2 separate regions of the Rattus norvegicus genome follow, and region 1 is linked to region 2. A link is a contact called in public Hi-C data. All regions are on one chromosome and are shown on one strand. The core of a region is the stretch at or near the end of the contact, and the rest is flanking DNA. Distances in the headings are between cores, read along the strand shown.

The links. A called contact is a pair of places that touch in the nucleus more often than the background predicts.
Region 1: a Hi-C map of Schwann cells shows a contact between it and region 2, with 4 times the contacts expected there. The contact joins the promoter of Ssbp1 here to the promoter of Agk in region 2. A contact is called at or near these places in 5 of 12 Hi-C or Micro-C datasets (Schwann cells, kidney, liver and 1 more).

What each region holds. Positions count from the first base shown.
Region 1 is chr4:70,229,700-70,235,969 of GRCr8, reverse strand. Ssbp1 (single stranded DNA binding protein 1) reads right to left here and starts at 3,200. Exons shown (of 7, transcript NM_183328.3): 1 at 3,168-3,200; 2 at 2,490-2,552. The coding sequence starts at 2,513. It also overlaps a transcript of Dennd11 not described here.
Region 2 is chr4:70,076,505-70,082,998 of GRCr8, reverse strand. It overlaps Agk (acylglycerol kinase), which reads right to left and starts at 1,342. Exons shown (of 16, transcript NM_001127497.1): 1 at 1,294-1,342.

The DNA of each region.
Region 1 (6,270 bases), core at 1,951-4,450, 150 kb before region 2:
CCTACTCATATTTATTCACCACTTAATCAACAGTTCCTGTAAGTTCCAGGAAAGGATGGCAAAGGAGAACGGAGTAGAAAGGAGAAGAGAAAGAAACCAGTGCCTCCTAATGAATGTAGTTATAAATCAACTGAGTAAACAGAAAAAGCAATCATCCTGTTACAATATTTAGCATACTGTGCATTAAGCATCATTCTAAACTGTAGTGAATAAGAAACAGGTTAAATAACAACAAATACCCATTACATTTGCTGTGTATCTTTTTCACATCGGAACAGGCTCTGTGGATAAAAACTGACAAGGACTATAATACATTTTTCCCTGAATGGTTGCTCAAAATTTATAAGGAATAGAGATCTCAAATGATTGGCCTAGAATGTTTCATTTAAAAATGAGCAAAGATGATAAATAAACTGATTTCTTGAGGCTGCTGCAAAAGGTCAACAGCTTCTATAGTGAGCTGGTGCAGTGGAAAGCTTCATTCCTTCAGGAAGTCAAAGAAAAGCAGAGCAAATAATATGGTTCAAAGGTATGGCTATTAAGTCATAATTAGCGAAAAGAATGCAGCAGCACTTAATACACTAAGCGAATTATACCTACTACCATTTAATCCTTAACTAATTGTATATACAAAGTCAAATTATCCCTACCATGGATCCATGGGAAATTAAAGCCCAGAGAGTGTACCACTTTTCCAGTAAACTAGGAATTAAGTGGTGACTTATGACTTAAAACTCTGGGTGACACCAAAGCTGTTTTTCCAACTTGCCCTCTGCTGTCTTAGAGGCATTCTGTTCTATGGTTACCGTCCAGATAAGAAGAGTTCAGAGAGTTCAGAGAGCTAGACATGTTCTCAGAAAGAAACGTTTCCCAAGTGGCAGCACTGTTAATGTAACAGGCAGGGAACCACCTGGGGAAGAAAGGGATTGGGAGGCCAAAGAATTCTTTTAGAACAAGCAACAGAAAGAAAACAACTTTATTCAGGAGACTTGAGGAAGCAGCTGACAGTTAAGAGGCACTTCAGGCTTCAGGCAGTGGAGGAAGGTGATGCTGCCTGTTTTGAAGTTCTCTGTTCGTGAGTTAGAATTAGAACTTCTCACTCACTCACTTTGAAGGCAGTTCTGTGGAATGTAATTCCTACCACGTAGAAGGGTTATCTCAGTTGGTTGTTGCTCAGCCCTGTGAGGGCTGCTGTGTACGTAATTTCCAGTTATGCAATTTCTCCATGCAAATGAGGGCAGAGGCAGGCTCCAACTCTGAGGTGTCAGATGACCACAGTATGATTCCTAGACCTAGCTTTTTAAAAATTCCAGTGGAGACCTGTTTCCTTCCCTGGTCTTTTAATACTGGTCTTCTCACTCCATGCCGCTCAAATGAACACCTTTTCCTGGAGTGATCTTATACTATCACTGAGGATAGATATAAGAATAAGATGTTATGCACAACACAGCGTCAAACTGCTAATCAGTTTCTATGTCATAATCATAGAAAGTAGTGTGATTCAGAAGAGCCAGAGCTCATTAAATGTTACCAACTAACAACATGCCTCATCTTAGGAACACATACACAGATCATAACCTAGTAGAAAAGAATAGGGAAAGGATTCTTGAATTTTAATACTCTCAAAATGCAAACTTCATGCTTGGTTTCAAAGATACCATAGTATAACTTTTCAATTTAAAAAAGCTCAGAGTATGTGTAGATTAAAGCAGGGAGCTATAGATAGATCAACTTGAGAATAAGATGGGGAAGATAACAGACTTTTATAATGAATGTGGCTCATTAATCTTAACAGGAGAAGGATCATAGAGAGAATTTACAAGACTTGGTACCCACATGCCACAGTGAGGAAAAATGCTAAGCGAGGCCTGCTGAAGGCTGGCCAGAGTAGAGGACACCAGACTGGACTGCAGAATGGTAATGGATTTGTGGAGAGAAGTGAGCTCTGCTGTCTGGATAGCAAGATGGGAGTGGGGAGAAGAAGGGCCAGAAGGTCAGAAAAGGAACCAGAGCCATCTGGGAAAATGATGGAAGAAGCCAAGGGTGGTGGTGCAAGCCTGAAATGCCAGCAGTGTGAAAGCAGAGGCAGGAAGATCATAGTTTTTGTTCATCTCAGGTTAACAGTGAGTCTCAAGATAGCCTCAACTAGAGGAGTTGACGTCTCAAAAACAAAACAAAACCAAAACACCTTCAATAATTAAATGCATACTCTGTTCTAAGCACAGGTAACAAACACTTATTAAGTTAATGATTTGTACTACATATGTGAATACAATTTAAAATCATTTTGATTCAGTAAATATTATGAGCGTCACAAAAAAATAATCCATCCTGAATCTTCCCCATCAAATAAATACATATAACATGATGGTTAGGCCTAAGATACTTGTGCATATGTATGCAAAATTGGAAAAACAACAACAAAACAAAACATGGCTACAGACTATGAAAACACGGTTGAGCGTTCACTAATGCAGAAAAGTGACTACCTGTAACACAGGTCTTCGAAACATGGCTTCGGTTTTTCTTATAACCTAATCTTTAGGCTTTTCCTAAAGGAAAGAAAGGAAAAAGTGATAAATCAAAAACTACAGTATACATCAAGAACACACGTGTTCACTAATCCTAAATCCTAAGTGCACCCAACTTCATGTGCACCCAATTTGCAACCACATCTTTGCACATGTGGGGATTTCCTCTTTTCTTTTAAAAACAAAAACAGAACGAGACAAAAGAAACTCTGTTGTCTCAACCAACTGCTTTGTTCAATAACCAGCAGAAGAGGGGAAAAAAACCTGTTCTCACTTCCAATCCATTGTCTGCTAAAATTGCTTGACAAAATAAGTTCTCCAGACAATTTTTCTAATTTGTTCTGTTATTCTAAACCCCTAAAACTGTCTCTACAAACAGTAAGGGCATAATAAATACTGCTACGAAAGGACTCAAATCTGTGCCTTCGTTCCCGTTAGCGCTGAGTAAGCCCGGCTTCCCAGCCTTGCCGCGGGGATAAGCGGGTACTTTTCCTCTAAAGTGGCGATCGCAGGCTGCACAGGGAACAGCGGGGACACTGAGACTCCAGCAAGGAGCCGCACACCTGCTCCCCAGGCCCGCACGCGCTCGTGCACTACGGACTCACAACTTTGTCTCAACCTTCTCTCCTCCCTCACCTGACGCGCAAGCCCAGACTGCCAGCGGCTCGCTTCCGGCGCACAGAGCCGGCAAAGCTCGCGATAGGCAAGGAAAAACAGGAAGTCAACAATGTGCGCCGTTGAAATGCTGCCGGCTGATGTCACGGGAAACACGACTCCCTCAACTTAGAAGTGCCAGGACTTCTTTCCAGGCAGAAGTGGGTGGATCAACGATGCCACCTGTAGGTAAATAGTTTTGGGGTTGTTTGGTTGGTTGTTGGTTTTTTTGTTTGTTTGTTTGTTTGTTTGGTTTGTTTTGTTTTTTTCCCCCTGTTCTCCACCCTCAGTCCGGTAGTGGCATTGCAATGGCTTATCAAACTCTGCCCCAGAACCATATTCCCCGCCCTGAGTTGAAATTATTTGATGATATTCCCAGCCTAGGAGAGGGAGCAAGGTAGGTGATATAAAACATATTTGAACTCCTGGAGAAACTAAAACCGACGCAAGTCTCCTAATGCAGTAAGACTGGAGAACTAAGGGTTGTTAAAACTTCAGTGATCTAGATGTGTTAATATGTTAAGTCAAAATTATTTCAAGAAATACATGAGGAGCAAAATATTGAACATTTTTATTAAGTTCAGGCCCCTAACTGTGCCTAAGGCACAAGGCAAATAGGTCCTTGTGTATTTTTATGTACTTTTTCCCTAAAACATTAAAAGTTGATGAAATTTCAAAACATTTTAAAGAAGTATTAAAAGTCAAAACATTAGGGGTTGGGGATTTAGCTCAGTGGTAGAGCGCTTGCCTAGCATGCGCAAGGCCCTGGGTTCGGTTCCCAGCTCCGAAAAAAAGAAAAAAGTCAAAACATTGCTTTATTTAAAAGTGTAGTTAAGATTTTACTTATGAGCTTTAATAGAAAGAAACCGATCAGTATTTTTAGATTTTTTCTTTTCATTTTTGTGTTTCAATTTCACATCTCTGGCAATTATTCTAGGAGGAGCTTTTTTTAAGAGAGAGAGAGAGAGAGAGAGAGAGAGAGAGAGAGAGAGAGAGAGACTGTCTCACTGTTTATCCCTGGCTGGCCTGAAACATGAATCTCATTGTGTAGATCAGACCAGGCTAGTCTCTAACTCACAGAGATCTCCTTGCCTCTACCTGCCTAGTGCAGGGATTAAAGGCATGTGCCACCACATCCAGCACCCAGCGACAGTCTTAAGCAATTTCAGTTAAGCTTACTGATCTTGTCTTTGGTATTAATAGTGTTCATAGTAAAATTTTTTGGTTTTAACATTTCCAAAATACTGCCTTGAAACATCTTTTGACTGCTGGATTTCTTTTACTCCTTTAAACCCTGCATTGTTTACCCTAATCCTGGCACTAGTGGAGTAACACATGTGTGAGTCCTAAGGATTAAAGAATCTAAGGCAGCTAGATGTGGTGAGGCTCCATATGCCCAATTTTTGTCAGTGTCCTGTGTTAGAAGGAAGGGAACTCCAAACCATTCAAACACACACACTGCCTCCCTCCTCAGCTCCATTCTTTCTATTTTAAGAAAAAAAAATCTGAATTATTTAACATGATTTTCAACTGACATTTTAACGAGCTCTGAAGTCCGGCTCACTGGTGATAAGTTTATAGATGTTTACATCCCTGTATTTTCACCTTTACAAACTTGATGTCCTGGAATAATGAGACACTGCATTGGAGCCCTGACTGCTAGTGATAATAAAACACCCCACCTACTACATTACTTCAATGGTTTTCTCTTTACAAGGCTACTTCTGCTTTGTAGACAAGGCAAAGGTAAAACAAAGTTGCACCTTTTCCTCCAGCGAGAAATCCCCCACCCACCCGCCTTGCAAGCTTTGTTTGAATGCTCCCTGACTTGAACTTTGGAATAAATCTTAACTCTTTTTCCAGGTCACTTACATCTGTTCACCCGTGTATATCCAGTTCCTTTCTTCCCTGTCCCATTAATGCCACCTTTCTTCTCTGTGGAGAATGCAGAGAAGATTGGTTAAAGAAAAATATAGACATTTCCCTGAAACTTGAGAGCTCCCAGCCCTAACATTTTTATAAAGAACATCTGAATAGGGAATCTTGGCTGAGTGCTGTTTTCCCCTCAAAAAGGAATTGACATGTTCTCCTTCCTTAGCTGGTTGTCTGGAAGAAGTTGCAAGTCCCACTCCTTCACTTTTTTCCCTTTTAACAAAGAAAATGGTATTGTAATGTATATATATATTTGTACAGCGTCGGGGAGAAACTGTAACTGAGATAATTCTTCTGGTAATGTTCCTTAGTGAGACAGGCACTTACTTCAACCTTGCTGTCAGTATCTCAGAATCTGAAATACACCCCATCCACACTAAAGTGCTCTCAAGGAGTCACCCTCCTCTCTTTTTGCATATTGTAATATAAAATGTCCACGAAGGTGTGTCATCCCCATTGATGATGCACTCCCTGAGTACAAAGAACTTGTTGTGAGTATAGTTTACAGTATACCTTAAAACAAGCACATGTTTCTCAAGGCTTCTAGCTTCACAGCGGAACACAAAAACATGAGTGGAAATATTATCCCATGCATATTCAAATTCAAATAAGCCAAAATGTTGAGGAACCAAAAAAATTTTAACTGGGGGGGAAAAGGGCTCAAAAGTTTTGTTAGAGACACTAGAATATGCTCCAAGGCCATTATAGGGACCCAGAACCCTTTCCATAGACGGGGGGGGGGGGGGGGGGGGGGGGAGAACCGGCCTATGGTGGTTTGAATGAGAATGGCCTCCATAGACTACTGGGGAGGGGATCTGTTTGGGAAGAATTAGAAGGACTCAGAGATGTGGCTTCTTTGAAGTAGGTGTGATTTTCTTAGAGGAAGTGTGTGGCTGGGAATGGGCTTTTAGGTTTCAACCCCTATACCAGGTCTAGTGTCTGCCTGTCCGCTGCTTTCAGGTCAGGATGTAAAGCTCTAAGCTACTGCTCCAGAGCCATGCCTGTCTGCTTCCCACCACGATGATAATGGCCTAGCCTCCAAAACTATAAGCAAGGCCTTAAATGCTTTTATAAAAAAATTAGAGTTGCCTTGGCCATGCTGTCTTCTCCCAGCAACACAATAGAAACTAAGGCAGGACAGGAAAGAGAGTGG
Region 2 (6,494 bases), core at 93-2,592:
TCTAGACAAGAGTCAACAAAAGATGTGGAGGTCTTTATAAAACAGAAATGGGCAGCGCTTGGTGACCAACTGATTACAAGAGGTGAAGGATGAGGAAACAAGCCAAGTTTTGTGCTTGGGCAACGGATTGTTAGGTGATCTCCAGGTTTTGGATTTATACTGTTGGTTTGTGGGAAAACACAGTGTGCAGTCAAGGAGACTCGAGACTGTTATACCTGCCGGGCACACTCCGAGACTGTTATACCTGCCGGGCACACTCAAATGAAGCCCAAACAGATGTCTGGACTTAGCGTTTTGGAAATAGGAGAAGTTGAACCCAAGGGATAGAATTGGGATTCGTGCCTGTGAGGTAATGTATGAGAGTTGTTAGCATCACGTAAACGGAAAGCAGCAGGGAAAGAATACTGCTAAGCACACTCCCAGTCGACTATTTTTTTAAAAAGCCACGCCCACCCCGTGCAACTCCCTTTTCATCTTAAATGATTCCTATATTACTAAAAGATGAGGGAAATATGCAGGCAGCCTAGAGTGCAAAGAGGACTGGTCCAGGTGCCTAACAAAACCCTAGCTTTGTCATTTACAGATGGTGAGACCCTGGATAAGTCAACTAACCTTTTCACTAGAGAAATAAGGAAACACCATCAATTTATGCAGTGAAGAGATTGTCAATAAAATCTGTACGTTTTTCTGTATTTCATAATATGTACTACATTCAGTGTATGTTCCCTTCTCAGTAGCCAGAATTTTCATTCTCATTAATGTCAGTAAAAAATCTCAATTTTATGTCTACATTAACGTATCTTTGCCTTCCAAGCGGGCTCTCCCAAAACCCATAAGCTCCCAAATTCTAACTTCTGACCCTCTCCTGACAAGGAAGGTAGGGCTTTTTCACTCAATGAGATCTCCTTGGGACAGGTTCTAGCCATTCACATCTGCAGAACCGAATAAATAGAATGAATGAACCGACCCGCTTTCTATGGTTCAAATATTGCTGGCCCCATTTTTGTTCCGGTACCCACAGCCTAAGGTGGGAAGGGAGGAACTGAGGGGTTCACAGTTAGGCACTGCTCTGAGACTCGAACCAGCACACCTGACTCACAGGGACCACGGGCGTGCGCGCCACGCCGGCCCGGCCCAATCTTTCCTCCTCCCGCCGCGCTGCGGTCAACAACCGCGTGGCCGATCCCGGGACCGCTGGCGGGTTCCGGCCCTGCTCAGCGTAGCAACCCACGGCTGCGCCCCATACCCTGACCACACACAGCCAGCGGCCCTCGCTCGCTCCCCTGAACTCACCGCTGCCCGCCGCTCAGCGTCCGGCCTTTCCTGTGTGCTCTCACAAAAATCTCCCTCTCTTTTAAAGGAAACCGCTCCCGCTGCCCTCGGGTTCCGACGCGGAACAGCCCCAGCCTGGCAGGGCGAGCTCTCCCGTGACCTAGGGGTGGGCTCGCAGCAGCCACCGCCCTCCCTTCCTTTTCTTGTCACTTTACTGTTCATTCAATCTTTCATCCATCCATCTCTCGCCAGCCAATTGTTTCTGGAAAGTTCACAGTATATAATAAGAACAGTTTTGCGATTTGGAACTAAATCAGAAAGTAATTAAACGGCTACGACAATTTTAGATATTGGTAAATGAAACAAAACAAAACCGAGCTATAGGGCATGTGGTGAGGGGCACTGTATGAAATTAACCAGCGGAAGTTTGAGCTCCCCAGAGCAGGAAGAAGATCAAGTCAGAATGCACTGAAAAGAAGGGTGGGGGTGGGGAAATCAGGCACAAAATCACAGAATTTTTAGGCCTGTTGCCGGAGGCAGAGAGAGCTATGGAAAAAGAGAGCCATGAAGCAGGAGAGGCCACAAGGTGTTGAACACTAGGGGGGGAGGGGGTGTCTTACTAAAATATAAAAATTGCTGGGCTGGAGATGAAGGGCGGGTGCAGGGAAGCTTCCTGCTTTTCCCGTACAAAGACTTTTTATCTTGCCACCTCTCACTGCCAGGGAGATGTCAACAAAACAAAACAGGTTTTGCTGCAAAGAGGACTGGTAAAGGTCTGTCTTGAAATGGAAACATTTGCTCAGTGGAAACATCTTCAAATGGGAGCTCGCCTGAGATGTCACGAGATCGGACCCATTAACTTTTGATCCCTAGGGGCCCACCTCTTCCACAATTAACGGTTACTGGAAGGGCTCCAGAAGGGCTAGGAGTGTTGAAGGGGACAAGAACTACTTCACTGGTATTGCCTCCTATGAGTTGTTCACGTTCCTGTAGGTAATCCCTCACTCATGCTGCCATATGTAACCCCAATCAAATTCATTGATTCCCAAATCTAGACTTTAGTGGAATCATTTCTTTGGGGGCTGTCCCTGTCACACTATCTGGAGAGAAAAGACATTTATTTGCTGCTGTCTCCCTAGGGAAACTGAACAGGAAATAAATTTATTCTGAGCCAAGTATGAAGGGCCATGGTTTCGGAACACGGATTCAAGTTATCCAGAATGACATGTTCCACCATGGAAGAGGTGAGTTGAACATGTATGAGTCAGAGAATAGAATACAGCCGTGAATCAATTTAAGATGTCGAGAAGGCAGGTTACAGCAAGGCAGAGTAATCTCCATCGTAGGTTTCAGACACCGTGTGATGGATAACCTTCTTAGATTTGGGCGGGTGGAAGTTTACAGCCATTCCTAAAGTTTGACCTAGTAGTCACGAAGACGAGTTAGGTAGAGAGCTTGGTATGAATGGCTATTCCAGGTAAGAAAGGAGAAATTCGACTATCCACCTGTGACATTCCGTCTCTCCACTGTCATGAAGTTCTAATCAGTCTACTGGTCTTCGGACTCTTGAACAGCAACGTATCTTTTTTTCACAAAACTCTAGACTGCAGACAACAAAGGCTAACCCCTGAGGACAGCTTTAGGCCCATATCAGCATCAGGGCGATTGATTTATCAAAGCCATCTTTATCTGCCATGCATTTAAGTCCCCTACATTGCTGTCAATATCACGTCAAAATCTTTTACCCCTCGGTTTTGGCACCTCCTATAAATGTTATTGTTCTCTGTTGCAAGTGCTATCTAAGCCGGAGATCTAAGTCACTATTTTGAGCTTTCTCCTGATGTTCACATGTTAGTAATTATACTTTTTTTTCTCATGTTGATCTCTTTCTTTCCTTCTCTTTTTGGGAATGTGGGGGGGGGGTGCTGTCTTCCTCAAGTCTTTCTCAAAGACAGAGAAGTTAAGTTCCTTCTCTGCAGGGAAAAACATCATTGGACATACCACTCGGTAGAATAGGACTCAGTCAGCAGAACTGTTGGGTCTGGTTTACAGTTCACAGGTATCTCTAGTGCGGTCAGTGGACTCGAAGTAACAAGAGAGCTACAGGATACAGTGCTGATGCTGACCTCCAGACAGTTTAAATTCAGCAGCCCTCATGATGGACGGGGGGATCAAGCCAAGCAACACAACTTTCTTTTCTTCTTCCTTCCATCATTCTGTCACTCAGCATCTACTCAGAGGCCATGTGATGGGCCATATGGAAAGGTCTGAGGCTGGCTTCATGTTTAGTGCCCTCCATGGCGCCTACCCCAACAGGGTTTGCAATCTGCTCTCCCAGGTCTCATTTCATTTGTTTATAACTTAGACTCCAGATGACTGCTTGAAGGACAATGAAAATATTCAATGAGGTTAAGTACAGTAAGCCATACTCTGTGTCTGACTTTTCACTGGGACAATGTGAACTTCCAACCACTCTCACTGGGATGGTGTGAACTTCCCACCACTCCCCCTGGGACAGTGTAAACTTCCCACTACTCTCACTGGGATGGTGTGAACTTCCCACTACTCTCACTGGGACAGTGTGAACTTCCCACTACTCTCACCGGGATGGTGTGAACCTCCCACTACTCTCACCGGGATGGTGTGAACTTCCCACTACTCTCACTGGGATGGTGTGAACTTCCCACTACTCTCACTGGGACGGTGTGAACTTCCCACTACTCTCACTGGGACAGTGTGAACTTCCAACTACTCTCACTGGGACAGTGTGAACTTCCCACTACTCTCACCGGGATGGTGTGAACTTCCCACTACTCTCACCGGGATGGTGTGAACTTCCCACTACTCTCACTGGGATGGTGTGAACTTCCCACTACTCTCACTGGGACAGTGTGAACTTCCAACTACTCTCACCGGGATGGTGTGAACTTCCCACTACTCTCACTGGGATGGTGTGAACGTCCCACTACTCTCACCGGGATGGTGTGAACTTCCCACTACTCTCACTGGGATGGTGTGAACTTCCCACTACTCTCACTGGGACAGTGTGAACTTCCCACTACTCTCACTGGGATGGTGTGAACTTCCCACTACTCTCACCGGGATGGTGTGAACTTCCCACTACTCTCACTGGGATGGTGTGAACTTCCAATCACTCACTGGGATGATGTGAACTTCCCACCTCTCTCTCCCATTTGTATATTAGAAGATGGAAGAACATCATGCTTAAAAACGATCACTTAGAGTTCTAAAATAGTTTACTACTGAGGGAGTTAGTAAATTACTCTCAGAATTTCTTTTCTGACTATCTAAACTGTTTATTCATGGAAATGGTTTTGTGCAACTGCTTGACTGGAGACTCAAAAAACCTGAGTTCTGTGGGATGATCCAAGGAGAAGGCAAAGCATATGCCTTAGGATTGGGGGAGGGGGGGTCCTGAAAATGGGAACAGTGAACTCTGATCAGAAAACGATATTTTTTAAAAGCCTTAAAAATAATTACATATGCATATGGTGTGTGTATGTGTGTGGGTCTCTCTCTTAGAGCTTATATCTTGTTTTCAATCCTATATGTGAAGAGAAGACTACACTTATTTCTGGGCTTAGGACCTCTCAAGACTAGAATCAAATATTGCTTCCATATGGGCATCATATGGGAGTGTGAACTTGACCACATAAAATTCTTTAATGCTCTGAAGTTTGCCTGTGGTTTCTCCAAGAATCCGAAGGTTTTAATCCTGCAGACCCACTTTAGGTTTCTGGCTTCTGAAACTGTAAGGTAATACATTGCGTGTTTTAAACGACATGGCAATTTGTTGAGCAGCTGCAGTTAGTATGCGTTGTCCTCAATTATGCTTCCAAGAGAAACTTAGCTGAGCTGGGCTGATACTGCGCTGTCTACAGATTTGTTTTAAAGTTAAATTTTCATGTTCATATTTTGTTCATATAAGGCCATTTGTGGGCTTCTGCACCCATTCGTTCCCACTGCGAAACTGAAGTGTCTCCATGCCTCTTCTCTACCTACCTCCTACAAATTGACTGTCCTCTGCAGTTCAATTGCCACATCACTGCCAGGTTGGAATGGTGAAAAGAGACACACCTTTAATGAGGTGCTTCGGATGAGAACTCTGTCCTCACCAACTGATGGGTGGCATTATCATGGGGCAGGTTCTTGCTGATCAGGTGCGATTTATGCCTGATTTTATTTCCCCTGAGCATTTGCTTATCCTACTACACAAAGATTTTCACCGGCTGGACTTCCCAGCTTCCAGAACCACTGCCTGAATAAAAGTTTCTGTTTATTATTTATAGATGTAGCATTCTGTCAAGCCACAGAAAATAAACTTAAGCTATTGCAAGGGTTCTCTAGAGTCATAGAACTTATGGACTGTCTCTATGTATTAAAGGAAATTATTAGAATGACTTACAGTTTGCAGCCCAACCAACCCAACCATGGGCAGCTGTGAATGGGAAGCCCAAGAAGGCCAGGTGCTCCCGCTGGTCTTCTGTATGTATAACCAGGAATCCTAAAAATGTAGGTTCCAGCAGATGTGCTGACAAGTAAGTGCAAGCAGGCAGAGAAGCAGCAATCCTTCCTTCTTTCATTGTCCTTATGTGGGCCTGCAGCAGAAGGTATGGCCCAGATTAAAGTGTATACCTCCACACCTGAACCTAAGCTGTTGTTTACTTTTGACTTCCTCTGTCCTAGGCTGGCCTTGAACTCAGAGATCTGCTTGCCTCTGCCTCTTGGGATTAAAGGTGTGTACCACCTTGCCAGAGTGTAAGCTTTTTAAGGCCACTATAACTCAAGATCTGGATCACAGGTCTGCCCTCCATTTCTGGATTGTATTCACTCCAGATACAGTCAAGTTGACAACTGGGAATAGCCACCACAGATATCACCAAGCCCATAGCCTCTGTCCAGCCTTTCTACATAGCTACATGGTGTTTGACTTGACCCTTCTCAAACAATGGCAGTGTTTCCAGTCTGAATCTCTCACTTTAGATACCAATTGTGATGTTTTGTAAGAGTGAACATGAGATAATGAGAGATAATAGTAAAGCTTCTAAATATATACCTGAAGTCTATGACTATAAAACCATGAACATGCCTGATCTTGTATGAATATATACCTGAATGTAGATAGGAAGGTTGGCTTTTGGAGACGTATGTCAATTCTACTCCATTCTAAGTCCAGTTTCACTAAGATTCAGTTTATAGAA